Linked DNA regions of Rattus norvegicus: region 2 is linked to region 1. The links are chromatin contacts, called in public Hi-C maps. All regions are on one chromosome and are shown on one strand. Each heading gives the region's core, a stretch centred on a gene start, on an enhancer-like site or on the middle of the called end of the contact. The rest is flanking DNA. Distances are from core to core; before and after follow the strand shown.

Region 1 (6,230 bases), core at 1,826-4,325:
AAGTTTTATTCAGTTACTTTGGGACAGAGCTGTGAGTCAGAGGCTGGCATCAAAACCAGAATAGAAGCCACAGTCCATCTCTGGGGATTCTACTCCTGGCTTCGAATCCCCAGATCACAAAACTTTCTAATTGGGAAAGCAAAGTTCTTAAACAAGCGCAGGGATTTTGTTGGAGCCTGACAGTGACTAATAAGGTCCGTCTAAGGACTGTCTGATGAAAGAGAAGTTGGATTCACATGTCACGGAGAAATTTTACAAGCATTTCCACCCCAGTTTTACTGCCCAGTGTAAATTGGGCATTCACAGTCCAATCCCTGCAGATATTCCTAAGCTAAATAACTCTGAAAGGATGTGCAAGCTTAGCTTCCTCCGAATGCCTTTGTTTACTGCAGTTTTTTATTGACAAACTGACTCACGAAGTTCCTGTGCAAACTGTGTGTTTCTCACCCTTCAGCCTGAGGACCGATGGAAGGAGGGTTTTATAGCCGGTGTTGGGTAGACCTTAAACCGTATTCACCTAAAACTGTGGACCAAATGGCTCACACGCTTCCATTAAGAAAATTATCCAGGGTGCTCTCACAGTATCCGGGTAAACACAATGCTGTCATTTAAAGCTCATTGCTGACATTCACACTGCTGAAGGCAGTTCCTGAAGGGGGCGGCGGCGGCGGCGGCGGCGCGCGCGGGGGAGGGGGGCTGTTGTTGTTTTATTCAACATCATCTTCTCAACAAAAGCCGCTCTTGGCTTAAATGTGCTAAGTCCGAAGTAGCTGTCCCTCTCCAGGAACAGGCGCGCAGGCGCGGGCACTCACACGTGGACACACACTGACACGCGCCTGCCCACACCCCCTGCGCGTGACTCGCCTATGGGATTTATGGACTTCTCCGGCAAGGATTACTGTCAGGTGCAGAAAGCAGCCTTTTGTTCGGTGGGCATCCCCACCCCTCCCCGGATTTGACTGTTATTTACAAACCCTGTGAGCACTGGGCAGGGGCCTGGCCTGCCAGGGGTAGGAGGAGCACCCCTGAGGCAGGGGAGACAAAGGCCAGCTTGGCCAGTGCTGGCCGGGGGACAACCTCACCCTCATTCCCCTCTGTGACTCTGGTGACTAGCATCCGGAGCTAAGGGCTGCTGGCCGCTGGGTTTGTAAACTGCGGGGAGAGGACCCAGGAGAGTGAATCTGATTCCGGCTGTCGAGGCACCGGGGATGTCTAGCACCCATAGTGGGCCAGCCAGAGGGAAGCACTAGATGTCCTCACAGCAAGCTCCGAACCAAGCAAGAGAAACCACTTTGCCCTCCTCACTGGTGCTGGACGCCCTTGCCACTCTCCTAGCCTGAAGGCCCAGTGCTCGAGACCTTGCCCCAGGCAGCCGATGTCACTCTGTTGTTGTGGCTCCTTCCGGAACCCGGATGTGAGTGATCCCGCACCACGGGCACCAAAATACAGGGTGCATTAGGGGGTCGCTAATATGTCAGCAACAAATTAATACGCATGTAATAGCTCATTCTTTAACTGAAAAAACCCATAAACAAAATAAGAAACGCAGTGCCATTTTGGAACCCAAGGTAACAAGGAAAATTCTCCACAGATGATTGCCCCCTGCAACGCCCACTGGACCCAGAAAAGGGTGTTGGGGACTTCAGAGTGCAGAGAGTCTGTAGGAAGCCTTGAAAATGGGAGTTGGAGGTGATCTCTGGAGAGCCGCTCTGCAGAAAACAAAGCAAAGGTAACTGAGTGGAGAGAGGGTTTAACCGGGGGAAAGGACCCTGAGGCTTTGGCTGCCCTCGCTGCCTCAGTCAGGCTTCTACTCGCAACCTGAAATGGAATATTCGACCTGGCCGCTACCAAACCCCGTAATTCCCTTGTTCGGTGATTAATTCTTGCTAACAAGACTTGGCAAGATCTCGGCCGAATAATTTTTGGCTTCTGTAAGGTCCCCACCACATGCGCGCATAACCTCCTTTCTTGCCAAAATCAAGCCCTTGGGAAATTAAATGTCCCCGGGAAGGTAAAAGCGGGGTGCAGATGCTACGTGACCTGGAAAGAGGGATGTAGAAACTCGAATCGTCTCTGAGCTTATTAAATTTGCCTTTTAAAAGGTCACTCTTCGCATGGACACTTTTCAACATCTTCCTTCGCACCAAATGTAGACCTTAACAATTATTTCCTTAGAGGACATTGCGTGTGAGCAAGAGGGAGGCGAGGACTTCCACCAAAGCGGAAAACCTCCGGGTATATCCCTCCTCCCCCCCTTCCCATGGTTAAATAATCAGGTTTTAGGAAGCTTGGGCCGGAGTGCTTCCCATTCTCCTGCACGGGCACACCATTCGGCCAATTAACGCCCCCCTCTGGGTTGTAAAGTAACAAACCCCTACACCTCTCTTTTGTTATTGGGCTTTGGCGCGAGGACTTCCCTTTCATCTTTCAAAGTCCGGGGTTTGCCCAGGTTCCGCGGGAAGCTATAAAACCGATCTAATAGCTCCGGACGGAAATCGATCACGCAAATGTATAAACTAAGTCCGGGGAATCGCATTAAAAACAAAACAAGACACAACCGGCCGGACCCGAAGAGCAAGCTTTAGTCCGGCGAGAAGAGGTCCCAAGCCCTGCGGGGTGGCAGCCATACAGTGTCAGGTTCCACCCAGCGAGACCTCGGAGACTTGGGGGGCGGGGGGGGAGCGCAGGGGTGAAGACCTCCACGCTGAGAGCCCAGGCCTCGGTTAGGCCCGCGTCGCCACCCGCTACTAACACAACGCCGAACGCCGCGCTCCGGGGCTGAGGAAGGACAGGGAGCCGCACGGCGGCTCCATTCACAAAGTCCGGGAGCTTCCGGCTTGCCGGCGGGTCGGAGGCTGCCTCCTTTTTCCTCTAGGTCTCGGTTTTATGAATGGGCCTGGCAGACAGCACCGAGCGCCCTGTTTACTCCTCTCTTTGTGACGTCGAGTTCCCGTGACTGGGTGCGAGGGGGCCGGCGCTCCATTCAAGAGTCGGGGTGGGGGCGGGGCGGGGAGCTTGCGTGGGGGGCGGGGCCTGGAGAGGTAGTAATGACTCTTCCCTCCCCCGGGAGAGCCGGCGAGCATTAATAAATCTCTAAGCAGAGGAGGAAACTCTGGCTGGGGCAGTGCGTGCAGCTCCGGCGGAGCGTTGGGGGAAAACGGCGGTGCCTAAGGCAGGAGCAGCCTAGCTAGCAAAACACACCAGGGGCAACAAACCGAGAGGAGCCCTCTCTCTCGTAAACATACTCCCCTCCTCGGTCACTTGCTCCGGGTGCCGTGCGCCCGCCTGCTTTGGCGCCAGAGAAGGCTCGGACTGCTATGTAACGTCGAGGCTGCGGGAGGAGGAGGAAGGGGTGTTGGGAGAAGAGCCTTGGGGCCAAGTTTGCGGGTCACTTCGGCAGGCGCCTTCTTAGCCTTCGCCTGTTCCTTCTTGTAGCCTAGCTGGCTTGGGTGCCCTTGGTCTTCTCCGGCTCCCCAGCTGCTGTGCTTTGCCGGCGACATGGTGACGATGGAGGAACTGCGGGAGATGGACTGCAGCGTGCTCAAAAGGCTGATGAACCGAGATGAGAACGGCGGCAGCGCGGGCAGCAGCGGCGGCAGCCACGGCGCCCTGGGGCTGCTGAGCGGCGGCAAGTGCTTGCTGCTGGACTGCAGGCCGTTTCTGGCTCACAGCGCGGGCTACATCCGAGGCTCGGTGAACGTGCGCTGCAATACCATCGTGCGGCGGAGGGCCAAGGGCTCCGTGAGCCTGGAGCAGATTCTGCCCGCCGAGGAAGAGGTGCGCGCCCGCCTGCGCTCTGGCCTCTACTCGGCTGTCATCGTCTACGATGAGCGCAGCCCGCGCGCCGAGAGTCTCCGGGAGGACAGCACAGTGTCGCTGGTCGTGCAGGCGTTGCGCCGGAACGCGGAGCGCACAGACATCTGCCTGCTTAAAGGTAAACCTGGGCGCCCGGGAGCGAGGTGGAGGGTAGGTGTAAGGGACTTGGTGACCTGAGCCCTGCTGGGCATTGGGAGGAAAGTACCGGAATGATTTCGGGCTGCTGGAGTCCCCTTCCTTGCGTGTCTTTGTGCGTGTCTGTGTGCACGGTTTTGCTGTGGTTTTGAGTACTAAGTCCTGGGGAGGCCGTGCTGGCGCGTTTCCCCAGTCACCTGCAGTCCGCACGCGTCCGAAGAGTTTCTGTGTTTATTGACATGAGCGGTTCTGGCCTGGATGCTGGCAGCTATTCCTCTGCGCAGCCCAGCCTCAAGTACTGAGCACGCACGCGCTCTTAAGTCCCACAGGGTTCAGAGAGGCCTGTTTCGGTATAACCCGGAGAACTGGAGAGGGGTTAAGGAAGGTGAATGCTGAGGTGAGATCTGTCTCGGGAGTTCCTACACAACCGGCAAATGAGGGAAGGAGAATTGGGTTGCAGATCTGGGGAGCGAACTGTTTTTCCTCTCCCGCTGCTTCAACTCAGAGCCTTCTTGGAAGGCGCCCCCCCCCCCCGCCCGGGTCTAAGGGAGGCTGGAGTGCTGTACTGGGGGGACACCAGACGCGTCTGCTCCTGCTAATCCCGGGAGCAGAGAATTACCTTACCACCTTTTGTTCACACATCATTCTCGGCTCTGCTAGCGGCGCGTGCCTGGTTAAAGCGAACCCTGGCCTGGGAAATAGGTGGCCGGAGAGAGGGTGGCTTGTCAAATTTAGAAGTCAGGCACCCCGAAAGGATCGCGCAGTATCCCAGACGCGGGAGGAAGGGACAGACCGCTCTCCGCACCTGCCTGCTAGGTCCGTGTGCGGGCTCCGGCTGGGGAGCACTGCGGTGGGGGGTGGGAGGAGGGTGGTCGCGCGCCCCCTGCTGCGCCGCGCCCCCCCACCTCCGGCCACCGCATTCCGCGCATTCTTTCGCGGGGGTCGGGTCTTCGCTTCCAAAGCCGGGAGATTTGTTTGACCTCCGCTTTCAAAGAGCCGCCCATTTCCCTGCAGAGGCTCTTCGCCTCCTCCTTCTATACTTTTTCTTTTGGTATCTTGTCCACCTTAAGGAAGGGAGGCCGGGAGCGAAGCCCTTTCTTCCGTCCCCTTCCGAACAGCACCGGGAAGCAGCCGGTTGCGGGCGAGCTGGGCTGGCCCTGCGGAACAGCGGGGGTCTTTGTTCTCCGCAGTTGTTTCCTGACCATTTGACCCGTCAGCTGCTGGAGAGACGCTGCTGTTGACCCGAGGCTGAACTGCCAGGGCCATTTTGCTGACTTTTCTTTCTTTTTCCGCGAGGGCCGCCTTTTGCTCTTCCAGCTGATGTCCCTAAAACGCTTTAGGAACGACGGGTTCCAGATCTCGGGAATCGGGCCCACGCGGTACCCGGAGCCCTCGATCAGGCGCAGGTCCCGGGTCCTCTGTCGGCGGAATCCTGCTTGGGCTCCGGGCTGCGCGTCTGTGCTATTGTTCCAGCCTGCCCGCTCTGCCTGAATTGAGATCGCGCGGGTGGGAAAGGTGAAACTGTTTCGGGGTGAAAGTCCCAGGCTGTCCTAGGTTCCCCAGCGGTTGGATTGAGAGAGTCGGGGCCCATGCCTTCCAACCCTGGCTTCAGGAGGACTTCAGCCCCACGTGGAGTCAGGGATTGTTTTGTTTTTCTTCCTGGAAGAATTCCGAATGGGACCGCCCTGGAGCGGCAGCTGCCTTGATCCCGATCCCTTGGCTTCCTTCCGGGGCGCAGGCTCCGGGGTAGGCCAGGCGCCTAGGAAGGGAGGCATATTTTTAATGTTAAACCTTGTGGCTCGCGGCACTCTACCGGTCCTGATTCGGATCTGGAGACCGTGAGGCCAGGCCAGTTCTGAGAGATGCTTCAGGGTGAATGCTGATGTAAGACTGGACAGGGCAGGTGGCCTCTGGGCAAGATGACAGTCCCATCCCTAATGGGTGTCTGTCCCCCAGAAAGGCAGCATGTCCTTTAAGCCGCGCTTTCTACCCCCTTCTCTTACTGGGCGGTGAGGATCAATCACCCCATGCCCCTCAAAAGCCAAAGGCCTTCTTCCCAGTCGCCTGGAGTCCTTAGTTTTCATTTGTTCGGGAACAGCTGCTACCTCACCTTCACCCCCTTTTCTAGCCAGAAGTTCAGCAGCCCTTGGAAGCAAGAGCCTAAAGCGATTGAGAGAGAGGGGGAGGGGGGTGTTCCTCCTCGTCCTGTGGAGATACCAACGTTTGTCAGCCTTAGTTTATGTGGATGTGCTGAACCACGACCTAGCCCTTCCTTCTCC
Region 2 (6,230 bases), core at 1,897-4,396, 310 kb before region 1:
AAAAACCAGGGCAGGAACTGAAGCAGAAGCCATGGGGACAAAGCCACTGATTGGCCCTCTGTCTCACGGCTTACTTAGCCTGAGACAGGCTTATACAACCTAGGATCTCCTGCCGAGGGATGGGGATGTCTAGAGAGCTGGGCCTTCCCGTATCAATCACAGATCAGGGGAATGCTCTCCACACTTGCCTGTGGACAATCTGAAGGACGAGTTTTCTGAGATGAGGTTCCTCTTATCAAATTACTTTCACTAGTGTGTCGGGCTGATCAGGACATCATCCGTTTTGCTTTGTCCAGGACTATTCTTTACCACCTTCTTTCTCTAAATCCTCCCCGCCTCCCACAGTCTGTACCCTTCATGGAAACACAACATCTACTTTCTTTTTGTTATTCTGAATAAAGCACCTATCTCAGGATAGATAATCTGTCTTTGGGAAGAGCATTCTAGAGGTCTCCCAAAGGGGAATCCCAGTCAACAGCTTTTAATGGTGGGGCCCGCTGGCTACCATTAGATTGGATTCGCTTCCACTAGGGGGCACTCTTCTCCTTAAATGTCCAAAACTCCAGTTTAGAAACATAGACCGCAGTGGTAACAATAGAAATACGGATTTCCCTTTAGAAATAGCCGCTACCGAACACAGCTTTGGAGAGGAGAGAGATCATCAAGGCTATATGCTTATAGTGTTTTATATATGTCTTATTGTTTTAGATTCAGTTTGGAGTCAAGAGATCCAACTCAACCGTGTCTCAGAGTAGCTAGCTACTCCCTGGGACCATCTTCCTTAGGATTAATCCCAGAAAGGTGGCAGTCATTGGTCCCAACCCTTCATTATGCAAGCAATGTGGGACGTGGACCAGCAGATTGTGTAGCTCACAGGGCTAAGGAGGAATATCATCAATCCTTGTATATGAAGCTTCCTCTTCAAAGATCTTTTCCAGGTGCCGTGGTGTCCCTGGAAATATATATATATTTCCTTTCAGACTAGAAAGACCAGTAAAGTTCATAGCTCATAATACTTTGTTACTGACATGGGTTATAGTAGCGTCTACACATCTCTGGTTACCATATTTTTTGTTTATTTGTTTGTTTTAATCTGCGCATGTGCTCCACACTCCCAATCAGTTCAGAGGACAGCCTCACCTGCCGACTCATCAGAGGCAGGGTCCCTTGTCAACTCCTGGCAGGCTAGCTGGCCTTAGAGCTTCCAGAAACTCTCCTGTCTCCACCAGCCATCCCACCACTGGAGCACTGAGATTCCAGACAGGTGCTACTGAATCTGCCTTTTGGTTTGTTTGTTTTATGTGGGTGTTGACGATTTGAACTCTGGGCTCTGGGCTCACACGGCAAACACTATGCAGTGACTCACTTCCCCGGTTCCTACCACAATTTAAAAAGACGTCTTCAGAGATTGCATTTGGAATGAATGATGCTCACTGGGACCTTGAGACATGCCCCACCCTAAGAGACGCTGGAAGAGTCAGAAAGGGGTACCGTCTCACTGTGCAGAGACTGCAGACGTCCTGGACACACTTCAGGCCAGGTTACTTCTTCTGGTATTTAGTTTCCTTTCTTGAAGGAATAGAAACGGCATGGCGCCAGCGGCCCTACAAGTGATACCCGATTCCCAGTAGCCACCTGAGGTATTTTCACCAACAGAAGAGGAACCTGAGAGTCCTGTCAGAACCCATGTCGGGGATTTTCTTAAGATTGTACAACTGACATAGGACTCATGTGGATCGGGCCTGGATCTCTCTGGTTTTGAAACACAGCACAGGGTTTTTGTTAATCAGTATGCGCTGACAGCTTTCTGTGGACCCCAGAGGCCTTGCTGGCTCCAAAGGTTGATTTCTCATTTCAATCCATGGAGAAGGTCTGAGGAGGAAATGGTGAAGCAAAACAACACCTTTGAGAAGTAGCCTGCTGTAAGAGGGGACATGAACACATGTCCCTTCTTACCCAAACACCGCGAGGCATTTGAAGCAGGTTGTTTCAAAATCTCTCCAAGCTTGTTTCCTGAAGTAAACTCCTTCACCCAGAAAGGTTGAGATTAGCCCCAGCCGCAGGGTGCTTCTATGCTGCACCCTAGGGCAGTAAGTCCTGAAACTGAGGCTTTCTCTGCTGGGGCGGGGCCACCTGCTCCTGAGCTCGGAACCAAGTCAGCATCCCCTTTCCCAGCTGAGTTTCTGGTCATTCATTCCCTTCCTCTTGCCTTCCAATGCTGAAGCCCTTTCCCGCCACCACCCAGAGGGTGAATGGGAGCAGAGATGAGAGGTGTTCCAATAGAGCTTTCGGAAATGCTGTCTGTGGCGTGCTCAGTGTCCGTGTCTTCCACAGGAGCGCCTCCGTGGGAATGCAATTCAGAACCAGTCAGTATAATCAGAAGAGACAATGGAGTGTGCCACCCACATCACAGCGAGTTGCGGAACATACCGCTGCTGCTATCAACCTTTCAATCAAAGTAAAACAAACATTATCTTTCTAGACAGAAGAGAGGGCCCTCTCTAAATCGGATGGTGAAAGGGTTTATGCGGTCCCAGGGGAAGCGCCTCCTTCAGGTTCCAGCGCTGGGTCCCTTCCCAGCGGACATGCACTCTGATGGTCAACTGTGTGCATAAAGAGAAGGTCCCATCTTGGTGTGGGGGCAAGGAAGGGGCATCAAAACGACTCATTTGAATCAGGAAAGAATGAAAATCGCTCTTGTTCAGCCAGCGACTTTTTGCAATTCCCCCTCTTCCCATTTTGCGTGAAAAGTTGAAGTTGAAATGTCCGGCTTAACCCACTCCACCCCCGACCACAATAGTATAGCTGTTTAACAAGGAACACCTCTCAACTGGTTACACACACATGCGCACGCGCACGCACACATGCGTACCCACAGACACACATGCACACAGCACATGCATATACAGACACATGCACACCTACACACGAACAGACACGTGCGTGTATGCACACTCCTTCACTATCTAAAATCTCAATCACTAAAAATCAAAAAGAAACATTTCAAGACCTCAATGGACAGCTGAACAAAGTGCAGGAATAAATGAGTCATAAAGGAACAAACACAAAGGCAAAGCATGAAACATTCAACACACACACACACACCCCAGAGCACCAGGGTTTCAGGCCTGTATCACAATGCCTGGCTCCATACATTTTCATACAAAAGTTCCATAGTTTTGCATTTTGCACCAAGCCTGAGTCATTTTGAGTTTTTTGCTTGTTTGCTATCGGGATGGCTGCTTGGTGGATTTGCCAGTGCTGTTCAATTGTTCCAACAGCAGTTTCTGAAAAGGCCATTGCATTAATGTTACATGTCTGGGAGCACTGGGTTAGTTAGCTGAAAAAGGCGCCAGTTCATCGTGATGCTGTAGGTTGGCAGGTCAGCTCACAACAGGGCAGACAGGAAGTGTCGAGAAGGAGCACGATAGCGCTCTTTCTCTCTCTCTCTCTCTCTCTCTCTCTCTCTCTCTCTCTCTCTCTCTCTCCTTCATCTGGGCCTCTAACCTAACATTTAGTGTGGGTCCTCTCAACATCAGTTAATTCTCCCTGGGAAAGTTAGCAGGGACAGAGCCGTGCCTCACCAATCTCCTGGGCGATTCTAAACCCAATGGTGCAGACACTGAAGAGGAAATCTCACGGGAGCTTCTGTGTGCAATCCACTTCCAAATCCACTCTCTGGTCCTGTTGATCTACGCATCTGTCTTCCCACCAGCACCTTGGCGTCTTGGTGACGTAGTTGAGAACGAGCTGTCATTACTTAGGTTCATTCACTTCACCGGGTTCCTTTTTCCAAAGCTGTCCTCTGGTTCATTCCCTTCCAGTATACAATTTAGAATAATTGTGCCTGTTCACAAAGAGACTCGGCTGGAATGTTGACAGTAACTGCATTTAATATATATTAATTATATAATATATAAATAATACATTATATATAATATATAAATATGTATTAGAGATATTATACATAAAGATATATGTTTATATGTTTATATATGTATATATATAAAGAGAGACAGAGAGAAAGACAGAGGAAGGGAGACAGAAAGACAGAGAGGGAAGGAGAAAGATGATATAGATACAGAGAGATATAGATAGTATGTGTCCCATTACTTAGATCTTTGTGTTTTTTTCAGAACTAATAAAATATATTAATGTGCCTATATTAGGTTTATAACTACTTTTTTTTCACATAGTACCATTATACCATGTTCCAATGAGTATCTAGAAATAAACCCAGCACTTCAGGAAATCTCTTACCTCAGACCACAAATGTAACTGGAAATATATAATTTAAAAGAAGCTTAAGCAGACAAAAAAAGATTGGACTAAAAAAATAACTTCAGAGTTCCTAAAGTCCTTCTGAGAAATAAAAATATTCCAGACCCTTTAGATAAGAAAATACCATTAAAAGGATTGTTTCCTTTTATAATAATAATTAAAAAAAAACAAGAAGAAAAGAAAGAGAGGGGAGGGGAGAGGGGGAAGGAGGAAGAAAGAGGAGGAGACACACACACACACAGAGAGAGAGAGAGAGAGAGAGAGAGAGAGAGAGAGATTCGAAGGTGCAGACTGATGAAATTCCCCAGGAAGTGGATCCCAGAAACCAGGACCCAGAGACAGTGGTTAGCTTCTCTAACCACTAAAGTCAGATCATTGATGAAAGAACAAAATGAATCAAAAGAGAAGAAAACATCCCAGAACACCAAAGTGCCTGTCTTTAGATTTAAATTTTTTATTATGAAACCTCAGGAATGAACAGGTAATGATTGCAAAAAAAATCCAAGAGAGGAAGACAATAAGGAGACCCCAGGCTGGCCTGGACGTGTCTTTCAGTGACTTTTCCAGCCGTTCTAGAAAGCAAGGGAGAAATTCCTTCTAATTCTAGGCTGAGCTATCAATCAATACCACAATGTAACCTCTGGCACATGCTGTTTCTAAGGAAGTTGCAGAGGAACAAGAGAGTGGACCAAGGAGAAAGAAGACAAAACATTAAGGGGACAAAGGCTTAATATGGGGAGAAGCGGACCAAAGCTCGGTTTCACCATGGACCCAGAACAATCGATCCCAAATGGAGCAGCACAGAGGGCTCCGGGAGAAAATGCAAGCAGGATTCGTGATGTTTCTGAGCACGGAGGGAAGATTTAGGAAAATTAAAGGCTCTTGAGTTCTTGATTGTGAATCTGTATTTCTGTCTCTAATCATAAATCCAGGAGAAACACAAAGGCCTAAGAGGAGGGAACGGTGACATAGAAAAGAACAATAGTTATGCAGTTAGCATGCTGTGAATATTCATATCGGCTGAATAAAATACAACTTGGCATTCCTGCCTGATTAGGGAAGACAGAGGAGGTGTCTATGCAAGCTGGGAATGGTGACGGCATGGATAATAGGAAACAGAATTTAGTTTTCTTCTCCTATGATCAAAATTCCAGCTTTGACTTCTGATTAAAGTAGGGCGAGAGACTGCTGCATCAGCCCGATAATATACAAAAGCGGTGGAGAAGCTGCAAGACTATAGCGTGTCTGAACCCTTAGAGAGTGAAGGCACCTCTGCCTGCTTCCATTCCTGAGAGTCTGAAGTAGAAGTCATCCACCAAGAGCTTTTACAATAAATTGTTACAACTAGGCTGCCACAGCAGAAGAGAGTCCTGAGGCCCGGGGGCGAATAGCACAAAAACTTGGAGAGTGCCCCAGAGTACAGGAGCTTTCTTACAAGGCAAGATGGCAGCTGCTGAGGGCAGTATACGATGGGGGTTTCGAAAGTCAGTTTTAAAACCGGAAGTTACACATAAGCTGAAAGTTGAAGCGGGAAAGCCAGTGACGCCATGCTCACAGAAATCAGAACAAAGCTGGAGTGGCTAGAGTGATTTCAGAGCAGAGAATATCGCCCAGGAAGAAAGACAGACATTTTCTAATGATTAGAGGGTAAATTCATTGGGGCAGGGCATATCATTCCAAAATGTTCACGTACTCCCTACAGCTACACACACACCCACGAAGCAAGCAAACAAAACTAGAAATTATTTTGTAATATAGACAGAGCTATAATGCAAGCAAACTTTGTCAGACCAACCTAAGACAATAGTGAACTGCATAGCCTAAAGTGCTCATATTAGAAAAATATAAATATCACGTTCTGTACTCTTGCTGTGAGAGACTAGAACAAAAACAAATTAAGCCCAAAGTAATCAGAGACACGTTAATAAAAAGGCAGCAATGAGATTTTA

What was found. Hi-C and Micro-C count contacts between places; a contact is called where the count stands out from the background.
Region 2: a Hi-C map of Schwann cells shows a contact between it and region 1, with 11 times the contacts expected there. The contact joins the enhancer-like site here to the promoter of Dusp4 in region 1. A contact is called at or near these places in 11 of 12 Hi-C or Micro-C datasets (the A7r5 cell line, the Rat2 cell line, Schwann cells and 6 more) and 1 of 1 datasets of contacts at active chromatin or transcription factors (oligodendrocytes).

What each region holds. Positions count from the first base shown.
Region 1 is chr16:64,090,545-64,096,774 of GRCr8, reverse strand. Dusp4 (dual specificity phosphatase 4) reads left to right here and starts at 3,075. Exons shown (of 4, transcript NM_022199.2): 1 at 3,075-3,934. The coding sequence starts at 3,499.
Region 2 is chr16:64,400,012-64,406,241 of GRCr8, reverse strand. No RefSeq gene overlaps it. Among named protein-coding and RNA genes, the nearest start is that of Dusp4, 310 kb to the right of the region's middle. Within about 2 kb of position 3,146, at least 1 of the 93 cell types and tissues checked has an H3K27ac peak or open chromatin away from gene starts, as enhancers often do. A contact at or near this core is called in Schwann cells, where this site is marked.